Linked DNA regions of Zea mays: all the other regions are linked to region 2. A link is a contact called in public Hi-C data. All regions are on one chromosome and are shown on one strand. The core of a region is the stretch at or near the end of the contact, and the rest is flanking DNA. Distances in the headings are between cores, read along the strand shown. Region 1 holds the start of LOC100284794 (riboflavin kinase family protein). Region 2 holds the start of LOC100382147 (Cactin). Region 3 holds the start of LOC100285267 (vacuolar protein sorting 35).

Evidence for each region. Hi-C and Micro-C count contacts between places; a contact is called where the count stands out from the background.
Region 1: a contact with region 2 is called in a Hi-C map of ear, with 2.2 times the contacts expected there. The contact joins the promoter of LOC100284794 here to the promoter of LOC100382147 in region 2. A contact is called at or near these places in 3 of 25 Hi-C or Micro-C datasets (bundle sheath, ear and tassel).
Region 3: a contact with region 2 is called in a Hi-C map of ear, with 1.8 times the contacts expected there. The contact joins the promoter of LOC100285267 here to the promoter of LOC100382147 in region 2. A contact is called at or near these places in 4 of 25 Hi-C or Micro-C datasets (ear, endosperm, leaf and 1 more).

What each region holds. Positions count from the first base shown.
Region 1 is chr1:296,211,426-296,214,125 of Zm-B73-REFERENCE-NAM-5.0, reverse strand. It overlaps LOC100284794 (riboflavin kinase family protein), which reads left to right and starts at 1,354. Exons shown (of 5, transcript NM_001157689.2): 1 at 1,354-1,668. The coding sequence starts at 1,505.
Region 2 is chr1:296,045,827-296,048,526 of Zm-B73-REFERENCE-NAM-5.0, reverse strand. LOC100382147 (Cactin) reads right to left here and starts at 1,291. Exons shown (of 13, transcript NM_001174907.1): 1 at 967-1,291; 2 at 768-859. The coding sequence starts at 1,281.
Region 3 is chr1:296,180,313-296,183,012 of Zm-B73-REFERENCE-NAM-5.0, reverse strand. LOC100285267 (vacuolar protein sorting 35) reads right to left here and starts at 1,354. Exons shown (of 22, transcript NM_001158161.1): 1 at 1,206-1,354; 2 at 1,022-1,118; 3 at 803-929. The coding sequence starts at 1,328.

The DNA.
Region 1 (2,700 bases), core at 105-2,604, 170 kb before region 2:
GTTAGATCAAAACCTAGTTTTTATCAGATTTGGCTCCGCCTACTATATAAAAGTTTGTTTATTTTATTGTATATATAAACATTAGTATAAGAGATTACAAAAATTAAGGTGGGGCCATTGACCACCTTGCCCACCCCTTGGGTCCGCCTCTGCCGGTACTTGTAGCCCAACATTTAGCTCATTCATATAGTGGTTAGCGCTTTACTATTAACACAGAAGCTAAATTGTCTCTCTCATAAAGTTTCTTGTTTCTTGTGTCAAAGCCGGCTGTAAGTTTACAACACGCTTCTTCTCCCTCCTCTTTAGTCTCCTCCACCTCAACATTTAATCAGTTTATAGCCTCTTATTATGCTTGCTCTAAGTGAGTAGAAAGCTCAAAGCCAAACCGTCACTCAGTGCTACATAGTGTTAGGCCATTTCTCGGTCATTAAATGACATACCAAATAGGTAAACAAGATAACCTGCCATACAATTTAATGAATATAGATATGATAGAGTTTTACGGTTGAGGAGATGATTTCACGAGGATGAAACTCTGTATACAATGTTTCTTAGACAAATGTTGACATGGTATCTTGTAAATAGTGATGAAACTGTATAGTGAGAATGACCATAGCGTTTGGGGACATAGTATTTTTCTAGTTCCAAGGTAATACTTTAGTATTTGAGCATACAATTATAATTTAGGTGGAAAGATGTCTGAAAGCATATATTTTAAATTATGGTCTCACCAATATCATAATTTTTTCCGGGTCTAAAAACTTTGGTCTAGATAAAAAATCGCTGGTGCATGGCTGCAGTTTACTTTTTTTCCTCTTCTGTGGTGCAACTAAAATATTGTGTCTTCAAACAGGTGTTAGATTAGATTGATGTAAAATACACCATGGTTGTGTCATATCATGACATTCGATAAATTGTGGTATTGTAAATGTGGTTTTAAAAACAGTGTCCCAAATTAGGCCCGTAATCGTCAATATTGAGAATAAAAATAATCTTTTATGGCTTTACTTTTTTTATCTATTGTATTTTATACGACATGTGCATGACATTTTAATAAGTACAATAGTTAGAATAAGGATGGATGGGAAATCTCGTGTCCGCTGTCAGTGTTTCAGAACACGACGATGGCGCGGTGAGACTTGAGAGGAGGACCGAGCGACGAGCGTTCCGAGTTGCGCAACTCGTGCGTGTGCGCAGTTGTGTTATACTTTTATGGGCTTAGCTGGGCCCTCGGGCCTCTGTCATACGGCCTGCTAGATGAGTCTGTGAGATGAGATCGCCATTGGATCGAGCGGACGGTGAAAATCGTCCGACTGTAGCCTAGTCGACGGATTTGATCCCGCAGGCCGCAGCGCAGCGGCCGTGTCCGCTGCCGCCACCAGCCACCGGCCACAGCCAGGCAGCCAGCTCGCGTCGAAGAGGACGACGTGGCCCGCCAAGCTCCCCTGCCAAAAGAAACAGGAGTGCCCGCGTCGTCGCCTAGTCGGTGCGTGGTGGGAGTGGTATGGAGAGGGGCGCCGCCACGGCCGCCGCGGCGCTCGGCTGCGCCCTCCGCTCCCCTTCCCCCTCCGCGTCCCCGGCTCCCCGGTGGCCGCCGCTCCACCGCTGCCCACGGCGCGGCCCGCCCGGGCCTCCCCGCTCCCTCCTGCCGCCCGCGCGGCGTTTCAGGTACCGAGCTGTCTTCTGTCCTTGTTGTAGGGGAGCTGTTCCGCGATTCCTTTCGGTTGGTGCCAGCGCGCGGTTGCTTACTTGTTAGATGTTCGACGAAACGACTGTCCCATCGAGCATTTCTGTCTATACTGGAATGGGAGGATAAGCTTGTTGGACTATCCGAGCCTGAGCATCAGGATGCTGCTGACATTTCATTGAGGGGTTAAGTCCTCTATGGCGAACCACACTAAGGTTTCAAAAAGGCACGGGAATTTATGTGCTTTGACTTTCTAGTGCTAGCAAACTATAATCTTGTATTTGATGTAAGGAACCGAAGTTTGCTTGTCTCGTGTACATGAGAGGTTGGATCTAAACATATAGTAAGCATTATGTTATGCTTGTGCAATTTGGGAAGACAATGTGTCATGTTGCTGCCCCCAAAAGGCTCTATCAGGTACCTGTGATATCCTGACCCTGGGATGGTGATGTCCTGACCTAAGACTTAATAAAATTAATAGAGTATACATACCAATAAAGTGTATCTTCTTTTTCGGAAGTCTATCTCGAAAGAATCTCTAAGTTAAGCGTGTTTAGCTTCGAGCAATTTGGGATGAGTGACCGACCGAGAAGTTTTCTCGGGTGCGCATGCGTGAGGACAAAGTGTGCATAAAAGACCCGTATTGGTCTGTGGGGACAATATATGATCCTAGAGAGCTTCCAGGAGTAAGTACCGCCGGTCCAGGGATTGGATGGGGGTGTTATAAGTGGTATCAGAGCTAACCCTCGAGGTTTCACGGGCATGTGTGGGTTAGAGATTCGGGTATATGGCGCATGTGGGCCCAGAGTGATCACATGACATGTCATTTGACGACACTAGACACATAGACGTGGCTAAGAGGGGAGGTTGCTGGGTTGGGGTTGACCGACGAGGACGTCGGTCTTCTAGGGGGGTGGATTGTGATATCCTGGCCCCTGGGATGGTGATATCCTGGTCTAAGGCTTAATAGAATTAATAGAGTATTTATACCAATAAGGTGTATCTTCTTTTTC
Region 2 (2,700 bases), core at 42-2,541:
GCCACAAGAAATTAGTTTATCGATATAGAATTATTATAGGTGCCATTAGGATCATTATTTATTTGGATACAAGATGGGTAAAAGCATTAAGATGTTTGCCATTAGTTGTCACAAGAAGTTAGTCCTATTGATATAGTGCATATTTGGTTCAACTTTTTTCTGAGAATCTGGTTGTGAGGAGAATCTGAATACCGTGGGGCTTATGTGCGGAGGAAGATGAAGGGATCTATAGGGTTTAGGATCTAGGAAGCGACGAATTCCTCCCATCGCGATGACTTGGCGGATTCTGAATTCACGTTGATTTGTACAACTTTCACCAAAGTGATTCTCACAGAAGCGGGCTGAGAAGTGAAGCGTTGGTCTGCCAAAAGGCCAGAATCCGATTTAAAGCTGAAACAAACACTCCCATAGAACTACTATATGTGCCATTAGAAGCAGTATTTATTTGGATACAAGATGGGTAAGTAAGAGCATTAGGATGTTTGCGACGTTCTTATAGGTGACAATATCACAATAGTTGAATTAATTTTGTCAATGTACGACGTCCTGTACGATTTTCTCAGTCCTAGTTCTAGTATAAAATACCCCTACATTCCAACTCTCTGTAGGTTTCCCTCCCTTTGCTAGTTATTAGCTATTTTAGCGTTTTTTTTCCTCCCAGAAAGACTCTGGTCTGGGCAAATTCGAGCCCAAATACTTTCCCCAGACAACAAGAAGTACTGAACTTCTGCACGATTTCGTAGGAGTGGAGAAAAGAATTCACATACTTCTCTGTCAGGTTGGGATCACCAAAGGGGTTTGAATCGTTGGAGTAGCCTGAAACCGAATTCGCTTTCAGCTTCTTCGCCACCTTCTCTGCCTACACAACCAACAACAACAACGAGTCAGCAATTATAGCCCTGATCGTAACCCTAATCCCAACCCAATCAAACGGAAAGCCACCGCTTCAACAGCTCAATCTCATACCTTCTTCTGCGCCTTCTTCGCCATGTACTCAATGATCTGCTCCTCGGTGACATTCCGGCGCCTCCGGCCGCCGCTCCTCCCTCGGCGTCCGGAGTCCGACCTCGAATCCTCGCTCCCGCTGCCGCTCGCGTCGCTGGAGGTGGACGGAGTGTCCCTCCGGCGGCGGCTCCTATGGCGGTGGCGTCCACGGCTCCGTCGGGGGGAGCCGCTGTAATCGGAGGAGGCGGCGTCCGAGTCGGACGGGGACGGGCTGCGCCGCCGCCGCGACGACGACGACCGCTGCCGGCCCTCGCTGTCGCGGTGCCGCTTCGGCATGTCAGCGACGAGAGGGAAAGCCGCGCAGTCTCGTGGGCTGGTAAATTGTTTAGCGGATTAAGTGAGGTCAGTTATCCATGTTTATTGGTCTGGGCCGCAAGCAGTCCGTAGAAGGCCCATAGTGTTAAAGTTAGCACCTACTAAACTTTTGTTGAACTTTACAACATTTGACGGTTGTTTGGATACAGATGTTAAACTCCTAATTAATGCCCTACTAGTCAAGTGCCCGTGCGTTGCGACGGCACACAAATTATTCATGCACAATGATTACATAAAAACAAGTAACATATTATGGACCACAATCTTATAAAATATACAAATCAATTTACAATCAAACGTGAATATACATTAAAATTCATACTAAAAGGACAGGAATAACAAGTGAGCAAAAATTCTAAATCTTTGTTTTTATCATAAACTCGAGTATTTACAAATAAAATCACGTACATCTAAAGCCAACTAATCACGTACATCTCAAGACCTCGACGTACCGTGCGTTGCCACCGAGATAGCAGAAGAAGGTGTCGATGAGGTTGATCTCGTCGACGATGTCCAAAACCAATCCAATCTCCACACCAGGATCACGGTGCAAGCTTTTAAAAAGAACAGTTTCATATACTCAAAGGTTGACCTTCTAATGAAGCATTTAGTAAATAAGTACATCACAGAGTGAACTTTCCTAGGGATCAATTAATAGTATAGTATAACACTCTTTTGCTTCAGTATTTATGTTTGGTTGGTCCTTTAAATTAATATCATATTTACATGATTAATTTACATATTTTCAAACCATAAGGCATCGTTTATTCAGTTCGTGCCATGATAGACCAGTAGGGAATGCAGCAATTCAGAATTACGGCAAATTTCCAGGGAAACACTGTGCATATCTAACATCTAAGAATATACCTTCTGCCAATAATTTAAAGTAACAGACAAAGTAAGCACATTATGGGTCAATAACAACAAATAAAAACAAACGGAGGGAGTATCAGCTATCAGTAGTTTCAGCGCTTCCAATATCAACAAATATAACTCGTCGTACATTGTCGAAATGCAGTCCAATCAGCTTGCTGAGATATTACATCATTGAAGTCTCTAAAAGCGAGCTTTTTAAAACTGGTGCTTGGCCTATGATAGTATGTTTAGTGCGGATCACATTTTAGATACTGCATGGTTTTAGCTAAACATTGGTTTAGTTACTGTTTTTTTATCATATACTACTTTAACACTGGCTGTTAAATAATCTTTTCGTTTGGGCCTGTCTCAAATTTAGCATGCAGCGTTTAGTATTGAATAGGCTTTGCCCACAGTTTGTAGTCTTGATGGTGAAATTTCGTGACCAATTTTGGGCATTCAATGCCTTTGTTTCCTGATTTCCCACAGTTGCTGTATATTTTTTAAAAAAACAGCTGATGCATA
Region 3 (2,700 bases), core at 105-2,604, 130 kb before region 2:
TGGTTAAAAAAATTCCCTCGTTGTGCCCCATCCGCTCTCGGGGTACGATGTCCTGTGCACCACCCTCCGGTTGGGCCGTTGCAGAGTGGACAGTTGACGCCGGCCCGTTAGTGATGGGGGGCAGGGTTCGGGGATTTTCTCGGCCGGGACCATTGTTTCGGTCTCTTCTTATATGGAATACCGGGAGGGCGGTCTTTCCCTCCCCGGCCGAGTTTTTTTTATAATAGATCTGATTTGATGAGACATACAGTGGAACTGAAATGTATTCGCCATGGATATTAATAAGGATTGGATGCCATTGAGGAAGAATTTCCATGTTTTAGAATATTTTTAGTTTAAACCTAAGTCTATGTAGAAAATCCAATCAACTACGTTACTCGTGATCAGAAACACATAATCATTTATGTGGACAACAAAAGAAGCCCACATCAGCCTGATCTACAAGTGCACTAATACAAATTCGTGAACACTGTAGGATATAGTTACTGTAGCGTGTGCCCTCAAAAAACAAAAAACCCGCATTTGGATTAAGTAACAAATATGGCAGAGAGAATCAGAGAAACAACTAGTGGTATCCTGACATAATGATGATATACCGAGTTCAAGAGTGGATACTAGAAAGATGAGCATTGAGTTTAATTCGCTCGTGATCAGAAGAGTCCGCGCACTGTTGGGTTATATTTTATCAAGTTAATCATACTGTCAATAGAGACATGTTCTTATTTTCCTCCCTGGCATTTGCATACATAGCAATGAGAACTGAGAATATGCAAAAATGGGGGCAGCAGGGCAGCAGGCTCACAGTCTCGGTAAGACATTCCCAGCATGCTGCACAAGCTCGTACATATCAACCACAGAGCAGCTGCCCCGGCGAGTCTCCTCCCTGAAGAACATCTCCAGCTTCTTCATCTCATCAAACGCCCTCATGTCTGCAGCGGACAAGTGAATCCCATCAGAATTCCGACCGATCCCACTTCCAGAATTCCACAGACCCAGCAGCTCCAAATCCACAGTTACTCACACAGCTCGTAGTACTTGTGCGGCGATAGTCGCGAGGTGCGCAGTTCGGAGAGCATCTGCGCCGAGTACTTGAGTGCGTCCTTGAGGTTGTTGGAATCCTGCACCCAAATCGCACGATTGGAACACGGACCGAGGAAGGAAGAAGCGGTGGGGAGGTGGGGGTAGAGTTCCGCAGGAGGACTTACGAGGGCGCGGTGCATGTAGAAGGCGTTTTGCTGGACGCCGGCGATGCCCTCGGCGAGCCACCGCTCCTCGTCGTCAGCGCCGCCGTCGGGGAGCATCCGCACCGCCGTCGATGCTGACGCCATCCGAGACGGCTGAGGTGGATCTGATCGGTCTCGCCCGCGGCGTCGGAACTTGGGTTGGATCTCGCTCGTGGGCTGTCGGCCTGTCGCCGAGGCGTGGCTTGGGTTGGATCGATGTGGGTGTTTGTGTTCAGCTCTGTTCGTCGCGCGTATTTTTATTTGTTTATTTCATTTGTTTTTATGGTCCGATCGGGATCAGATGAGTTGACGCGCTGGTGTTGCCAGCGCTGACTGACAGTAGGTCTCGGCATTTGTACCAGTTCGGCTATCAAAAGTGTTGTCAAGAAGTTAAAATGAATTCATGGTGTTTATTTCTTCTTAATAGGAAAATTCTATGCAAGATTGCAAGGTATCAATTGAAACCAACCACAGATAGTATAAGTAGTCATGATAGTTTGATTTTAAAAAACTCCCCACCATATATTATCTTTCAAAAAGACCCTTCTACTTTTTCTGATATATTTTTAAATATATCATCCCACCTCCACCAATACTACGTTAGTTTTCGAGAAATTTGTAATTTTATCACTCTCAATTTTTGGCTTTCTGTTATTATGTCAACATGTGTGTATGACTGGTGAGACCATCTGTATCTATGATTTGTGGGTCCGATGACATATTGACAAAGTTCACAAATCACAATAACAAAATTGTCAATGGCTCGTTAGTTTCACATATCACACCAAATAGTTGGTTTGCACTTCATATGTTTCCAATCTAATATGCGTCCTACACTCCATCCAAACTACGTTTTGGCTTTCTATAAGTATTTTTTATTATAAAAATTATAAATATGAAAAAGTGCATCATTGAGTGTACTTTGTTGGACATTGTCGGTGTTTTGGGTCCGACCGCACACCCGGGGTTGCCCCTCAAGGTGTTTTAGGAGTAGGACGGTGTCGCCGACTGTAGCAAAATGGTTCGTGCCAGGTGCACGAGGGACAATGGACAATGTTTACAGGTTCGGGCCGCTTAGAGATGCGTAACACCCTACGTCCTGGTGAGTATGCGTTGTGTAATGGGTTACAAGGTAGCTTTCTCAAGCGAGAACGTGGAGAGTTGAGGTGGGTGGCTGAGTAATGGGATCGATCCTCTTGAAGGGGTGCCTGCCCCCTAGGCCTTATATATTCGACCGTGGGGCAATACACGTGGATATGATAACAATATGCACCTAAAAGATAGTGAACTGTTTGAGTCTATCTTCCTATGATTCTGCCGACCTATCCTCGCCTGGTTCCGTTGCGTGGGGCTCCAGCGCGGGAAAGTCGGATCCTTGTTGTGGTCGCTTGCTCAACGCTGTGGGCCGTCCGGGCTTGCACCAATCCGGTCTTATGTCGATCTGCTTTACTGACTGTTCCTCCCCAGGCCCATGAAG